2 separate regions of the Sus scrofa genome follow, and region 2 is linked to region 1. Evidence: chromatin contacts called from public Hi-C data. All regions are on one chromosome and are shown on one strand. Each heading gives the region's core, a stretch centred on a gene start, on an enhancer-like site or on the middle of the called end of the contact. The rest is flanking DNA. Distances are from core to core; before and after follow the strand shown. Region 1 holds the start of MRNIP (MRN complex-interacting protein). Region 2 overlaps MAML1 (mastermind-like protein 1).

Region 1 (3,824 bases), core at 1,039-3,538:
GGTCCTGAGATGAAGTGGGAATGTGCGAAAAAGAGGGCAACTGGCCACGACTGACCAAGTCCCGACTCCTGCAGAAGTTGAGGCTGGGTCTGGGGGTTGAAGGAGTTTGGTTATTGCAGAGGTTGTCCTAGGTGGACTGGTCACTGTCTGTATAGTCAGTCTCAACCATAATTTTTAAAATTAATTTTTTTCTAATATATATTATTGTGCAACATTGGGAAAATATTAAAAATATTAAATCACCTATAACCCTTGCCTCCCACACCCAGAAATAAATAATGCCTGGTTTTATGTAATTGAAATTATGCATATTTTGTTGCTGCCTTGCTTCCCAACAGAACACATACCAGCATTTTCACTCCAAACTCAAACTTTTTGTAATGGATCTGCATTACGGTCTATTAGCATTCTTATTTCCATTCTTATTTCCACTTTTTTCCTGTTATACTTCAAGTATCACTACTGCATAAACAGTAAGTCTGGGTGATTCAGATTATTCAGATAGAGGTAATAGCCAGATTGTTTTTCCCTTTTACCATTCTTCCAGCATCCTTTAAGAAATGTTCCTCTTTTACCACATCCTTGTCAAGATTGGGCTTTTTTTTTTTTTTTTTTTTTTTTTTTTGTCTTTTGTCTTTTATAGGGTCACACCCACGGTATATAGAGGTTCCCAGGCTAGTGGTCGAATCGGAGCTACAGCTGCTGGCCTACGCCAGAGCCACAGCAACGCCAGATCCAAGCCGTGTCTGCGACTTACACCATAGCTCACAGCAACGCTGGATCCTGAACCCACTGAGCAAGGCCAGGGATCAAACCCGCAAGCTCATGGTTCCTAATCAGATTTGTTTCCGCTTCACCAGGACAGGAACTCCAGACTTGGGCATTTTTAATTTTCTTTTAACAAGATGAGTTATGTTGTCAGGCATGTGTGAATGTCTAGGCAGGTTGGCATTGGGGTCCCATTGAAGTTGGGACATGAGGGGTGAGCTGTTCCTCCCTGCCCAGAGCAGGACTTGGCCTCCACCTTTCAGAGCAGAGCTTTCTCAGGGCTGCAGGAAGTGAGACAGCCTGGGACCTGGGCCCCTTTGGGGTAGTACTTGCACCTGGACAAACCTCTCCTCCAGCAACAAAATACAAAGAAACTCTAAGGGACTAAAAATAGCTGTGTGCATACACAGTTGGGGCAAATTATGAACAAGACACAAGAAAAAGACCAAAAACTCAGCTTTCACTCCTGAGGGGTGGGGAGCAAAAGCAGAGTATTGTGCATAATCCCTGCCCACTGCACCACTAGGGGGGTGGACAGACCACCCAAGCCACCCTGCCAGCTTGACTGCTGGACCTGTCCTTACCCTCAGGTCACTTAGGCAACCAGATCCCACGCTGAGCACCAATACCCCAGAAGTAAGCAAAGGAATCCGTTATTGTTTTCACTCCCCCTTGCCGCAGCATGAGTCCCAATAACGCCTTGTCTGAATTTCTTATCTGGCCTCTTTATCAATTTCTACTGAGTAAGGAATCCAAGAACCCTGGACGGTAACGGGGGACTGATTTCATTTTCAACCGCCAGGTGTCAGAAGACTGATTTCATTTTCAACCGCCAGGCGTCTCCGGTTCCCTCTCTGAGAAGCATAGGTCTGGTGAACTGTTTATTTTCCCAGGATTCTTGGTGCTGCAGCTCAAAGTTTAACTGGACCACCTCTGACCAGCGGTCCTGCATATCCCAACTTTGGCCCCAAGAAGTGAGCTGGAGTAGGGCGGCACCCTCCAGCTCCCTCTCTCAGGCTAAGAGAAGCAGAAGAAACGGTGCCAACAAAGGGCCGACCTGGAGCGGCAGCTAGAGACCCCAACGTTGCAACTTTTTTTTTTTCCGGTTTTCTTAGGGCCACACCTGCGACATATGGAAGTTCCCAGGCTAGGGGTCTAATCTGAGCTACACCTACTGGAGTACTAGCGAGCTGCTGTACCCGAACTGCTGGCCTACACCACAGCCACAGCAATGCCGGATGCCCAACCTCCTGGGCGAGGCCAGGGATCGAACCCCAACCCACGAACTAGTCGGATTCGTTTCCGCTGCGTCTCAACAGGAACTCCCCCAACCTTGCAACTTTAAAACGCTCCTTTAAATAAAGCTGGGAACTGGCTCACGAGAACCGGTGGACCTGACTGACGCAAACTCCAAACAACGCCTGACTGGGTAGCAGAGAGAAGACCCCAGTAGCCTGAAGTCGACTGCGGACCAACCCGAACGTGGAGAAACACCTGGGGGTAGAGAAGCCCAAGGCCGCAGAACCGGGCAGAGCAGTGTGGGCGGGAAACGCAGGGCGGGAGCGCATAAAGGGGCGGAGCCTGAGGCTGGAGGGGCCCGGGCGCAAGAAGTGGGCGGAGCCAGGGCGGACAGGCGGACAGAGCGCGCGCGCCGGCCAGCAGTCGCCATGGCGCCTCCACAGCAGGCTCGGGTTTTGCGATGCTGCCACTGCCTGCTTTTCCAGGCGCACCAGGTGGGATGGGCTCCAGCCTCCCGCTCCTCCGAGGTCGGGGACAGCGGGCAGGATGAGGTGGGGCCGCGGGGGGCTGGACGTCTTCCCCGCGCCCTGTCCCCAGGCATGGGCATTGTCTCGGGCGCTTGCGGGTTGTGCCTGGGGTCGTGACCTGTGACAGCGTCTGTCCTGAGAACTAGATTTTAGGGATGTCCCTTCTCCATAATGTTCTGGGTTTTTTTTCGGGTTTTGCTGGCTTGTAAAAATTGGCAGAAACCAGTCGTAAAGTTTTCTGCGGAGGCGGCCTCATGAGCTTTAGCAGGGCACACCTGGTTACAGATAGAAGCTAGCCTCCTTTATGCAGAGCCTAGCACCCAAAGTGGCCCTTTCCTAATTTAAATAAAGGGAATTTTATTGTATTTACCCCTGCTGGCATTCTTTCCCTTTGCCCTCGTCTCTATCTATGTGGTGAGGGATAATCGAAGTTTGTAAAATGCATTGCTTCCCTGATTGAAAACCTAAGATAGGGGATGTCACTTGTTCTTTCTTGGATCGTGTTCTGTCTCTCCCTGCTTGATGCTGTCACGCTTGTCAGTGTATCGGCTGTGGTAGTCCCCTTCTCCTCCTAGTTATCTGCTGCTCTGTGCCCTGAAAAAGGATAGCATCAGACTACGTACAAAATATTTGTTTAAAAGTCAGTAATGCGTGGGGGTTCCCCGTCGTGGCTCAGTGGTAACCCAACTAGTATCTATGAGGACGTGGGTTCGATCCCAGGCCTCCATCAGTGGGGTAAGGATCCAACATTTCAATCCGCTGCGGTGTAGTTCGCAGACATAGTTGGGATCTGGCGTTGCTGTGGCCAGTGGCATAGGCTGGCAGCTGATACTCCCATTCGACCCCTAGCCTGGGAACCTCCATATACCACAGGTTCAGCCCTAAAAAGACCAAGAAATAAATAAATAAATAAAGTCAGTAAAGCTCTGAGTATGTACCTATTAAGTTTGCTGTGACTTTGTAAGGGCCGTTTTAGGGAACTCAGAGACTTTTTACTTATTTCATTTTTCAGTTCTAGAAGTTGAGAATAAATGGGAGTCATTTTCACTTTTAAATTATTACACATATATAATACAGTGCGTGTTCTCATGGTGATTTTCAACTCTGAAGTGATTTGAAACCAAGTGGGAAAAGGGGGGGTCGACAGTTTAATTACAAGTTGGCTGTGTACCAGGCAGTTTCACACATCTGATTTAATTTCAACACCTTTTTTTAATTTATTATTTTTTATCTGCTTCGCACCTCGATTCTTTTCCCACTGTTTTTCTTTTTTCTTTTTCTCTTTTTACA
Region 2 (3,716 bases), core at 865-3,364, 120 kb after region 1:
AGAGTAATGACAATAAAAATAAAAACAGGAGTTCCCGTCGTGGCGCAGTGGTTAACGAATCTGACTAGGAACCATGAGGTTGCAGGTTCGGTCCCTGGCCTTGCTCAGTGGGTTAACGATCGGGCGTTGCTGTGAGCTGTGGTGTAGGTCGCAGACACAGCTTGGATCCTGAGTTGCTGTGGTTCTGGCGTAGGCCGGCAGCTACAGCTCCGATTCAACCCCTAGCCTGGGAACCTCCATATGCCGCGGGAGCGGCCCAAGAAATGCCAAAAAAAAAAAAAAGAAGGACAAAAATAAATAAATAAAAACAAACAAACAAACAAACAAACAAATGGGACCTAATTAAACTTAAAACGTTTCTACAAAGGAAACCCTAAACAAAATGAAAAGACAAGCCACAGAATGGGAGAAAATATGTGCAAATGAATCAACTGACGAGAGCTTAATCTCCAAAATTTATAAATACCTCCTATAGCTCAATACCAAAAAAACAAACAACCCCATCAAAAAATGGGCAGAAGACCTAAACAGACAATTCTCCAATGAAGACATACGGATGGCCAAAAAACACATGAAAAAAGATGTTCAACATCACTCATTATTAGAGAAATACAATCAAAAGTATTATGAAGTACACCTTATACCAGCCAGAATGGCCATCATCAAAAAGTCTACAAACAATAAATGCTGGAGAGGGTGTGGAGAAAACTATTCTCTGCTGGTGGGAATGTAAATTGGTGCAATCACTGTGGAAAACAGTATGGAGATTCCTCAGAAAACTAAAAATAGAATTACCATTTGATCCAGCAATCCCACTCCAGGGCATCATCTATCCAGAGAAAACCATGACTTGAAAAGATCCATGTACCCCAATGTTCACTGTAGCACTATATACAACAGACAAGCATGGAAGCAACCTAAATGTCCACGGATAGAGGAGTGGATAAAGAGGATGTGGTACATATACACAATGGAATATTACTCAGCCACAAAAGGGAATGTAATAATGGCATCTGCAGCAACATGTACGGACCTAGAATTATCATGCTAAGTGAAGTTAGTGAGACACCAACATCACAGCTATCACTTATATGTGGAATCTAAAAAAAGTATATGATGACCTTCTTTGCATTACGGAAAACTGACTCACAGACTTTAAAAAACTTATGGTTTCCAAGGGAGACAGGTTGTGCGGCGGGGGGGGGCGGGCCTGGAAATGCTACAAAATTGGGTTGTGATGATCACTGTACAACTATAAATGAAATAAAATTCATGAAAAAAAAGTGTATAATGAAAAAATAAAAAGCAAGTATATGTATTAAATACAATGTAATCTCTTCCTGTATGATTATAAGGTAGAAAGTTAAAATTCACACTGTTTACTGAGAATCAAAATTGCTATATACACTGGTTCTTGTTCTTGGCAGGCAGCTGGCACATTTCTTGGCTATAGAAAAATGTACTTAGGAAGTCACGTGAGGCTCAGAAGGTTGCATGGTGCTTGAAAACAAAGCAGGCTACTACTAACTGGCTGTGTGACCTTTGAAATCCTTCAAAGGATCTGGTTTCATGCCCTATAAATTTGAGAACCTGGGTAAGATGATCTGAGGTTCCACTCAGCTTTAAATGTCCATACTGCTATCTTGCTAATTACTGCCCTGTTTAGAGGGAGATATTCTTGTGGTTCACGCAGTGCTATTCATGGAGATTCTACTATATGCCAGACATTGCCCTATACAGGCTGTGCACAAAATAATGGTGAATTCAGACATTCACAAGGTTTTTACTATATTGGAGGCAGAGTACTAGGCACTGGGGATAAAATGATAAACAAGACATAGTTCCTGCCCCACCCCCACGATGTGATGCCAAAGCAATAAAGGCAGGCCAGAGAACTATGGGAGGAAAGATAGGGGAACAGTGTGGAGATGATATGCCAGACTTTCTGAAGAAAGGGACATTGACTTAGGTATTAAATGAGCCAGAGGAATCATCCAAGAGAAAAGAGAGGAGGCACTTTGGCTGAGAGACAAAGGCAAGGATATACAAATGAGCACTGAATGACAGCAGATGGAGGGAAGTAAGCAGAAAAAAAAATGAGTTGTTGAGGTGCAGCGGGTTAAGGATCTGGCGCTTTCACTGCTTGTGGCACAGGTTTGATTTCTGGCCCGGGAGCTTCTGCATCCCAGGGGCACAGTCAACAGCAACGACGAGTTGTTTTATACTGCTGAAGTGTAAAGACACAACAGGGAGTGCTGAAGGAAAGGCTGGAATGGACTGTGATGGAGTGGGTTAATAATGGAAGGTGATTTAGTGGAAAATTTATAAAAATACACAAAATTAGAGAAAACAGTATAATGAACCCAAGTATGCCCATCATTTAACTTAAACAACTATTGGTATTTGGCCATTTTGTTTCATTCCTAAGTCTTTATCTTCCCCTCACCTACCCCCCCCCCAAAACTGGATAATTTAAAAAACAAATCCTAGGCATAATATCATTTAATCCACAAACACTTCAGTATTTATCTCTAGAAATAAAAACTCTTAAATATATGCATGTGTATAACCATTTACAGCTAACACAGTAATCCTTTATCATTACCACCTCAAACCCCATTAGCATGGCTACTATCAAAAACCCAGAAAGTAGCCAGTGTTGGCAAGGATATAGAGAAATTGGAACCCTTGCGTACAATTATGGGAAAGTAAAATGATGCAACTGCTATGGTTGGTTCCAAAAAAAAAAAAAAAAAAATTTCACTGTATTAACCAGCAATTTAATTTCTAAAAAAATACCATCTTCAGAAGAAATGAAACCAAGGACTTGAACAGATATTTGAACACCCATGTTCACAGTAGCACTATCCACGAGAGCCAAAAGGCAGAAGCAACCCAAGGGTCCGCTGGTGCATAAATGGATAAACAAAATGTGGTATATACCCAGGCCATGGAATATTGATATTATTTGGCCTTAAGAAGGAAGGAAATTCGCATACATGCTACAATATGGATAAACTCTGAAGGCATTTTTTTTTTTTGTCTATTTTTTTTGGTCTTTTGTCTTTTTGCCTTTTCTGGGGCCGCTCCAGTGGCATGTGGAGGTTCCCAGGCTAGGGGTCCAACTGGAGCTGCAGCCGCTGGCCTATGCCACAGCTCATGGCAATGCCGGATCCTTAACACACTGAGCAAGGCCAGGGATCAAACCCATGTCCTCATGGATACTAGTTGGGTTTGTCAACCGCTGAGCCACAATGGGAACTCCTAAAGACATTGTTAAGTAAAATAAGCCAGCCACAAAAGGACAGATATTGTGTGAAGTATCTGAAACAGTCAGATTTATTAAAGACAGAAAATAGAATGGGTTACCAGAGACTGGGGAGGGGAGGATGTGGAGAGTTATTGTTTAATAAGATGAAAGAGTTCTGGAGATGGACAATGGTGTGGTTGCAAACAATGTCAATGTACTTCGTGCTGAACCATACACTTAAAAAATGGTTAAGATGGTAAATTTTTGCATATATTTTACCACAATTTAAAATTTTTCTTTTTCTTTTTTCTTTGCTTTTTAAGGCCATGCCCGCAGCACTTGGAAGGTCCCAGGCTAGGGGCTGAATTGGAGCTGTAGCCATTGGCCTATGCCATAGCAAGAGCAATGCAGGATCCAAGCTGCATCTTCGACCTATGCCACAGCTCATAGCAATGTGGGGTTCCCG

The links. Hi-C and Micro-C count contacts between places; a contact is called where the count stands out from the background.
Region 2: a Hi-C map of skeletal muscle shows a contact between it and region 1, with 1.9 times the contacts expected there. The contact joins the enhancer-like site here to the promoter of MRNIP in region 1. A contact is called at or near these places in 4 of 47 Hi-C or Micro-C datasets (alveolar macrophages, embryonic fibroblasts, heart right ventricle and 1 more) and 1 of 2 datasets of contacts at active chromatin or transcription factors (alveolar macrophages).

What each region holds. Positions count from the first base shown.
Region 1 is chr2:78,728,323-78,732,146 of Sscrofa11.1, forward strand. MRNIP (MRN complex-interacting protein) reads left to right here and starts at 2,289. Exons shown (of 6, transcript XM_013987518.2): 1 at 2,289-2,501. The coding sequence starts at 2,436.
Region 2 is chr2:78,847,672-78,851,387 of Sscrofa11.1, forward strand. The region is part of intron 1 of MAML1 (mastermind-like protein 1); the gene reads right to left. Among named protein-coding and RNA genes, the nearest start is that of MAML1, 27 kb to the right of the region's middle. Within about 2 kb of position 2,115, at least 10 of the 83 cell types and tissues checked have an H3K27ac peak or open chromatin away from gene starts, as enhancers often do. A contact at or near this core is called in skeletal muscle, where this site is marked.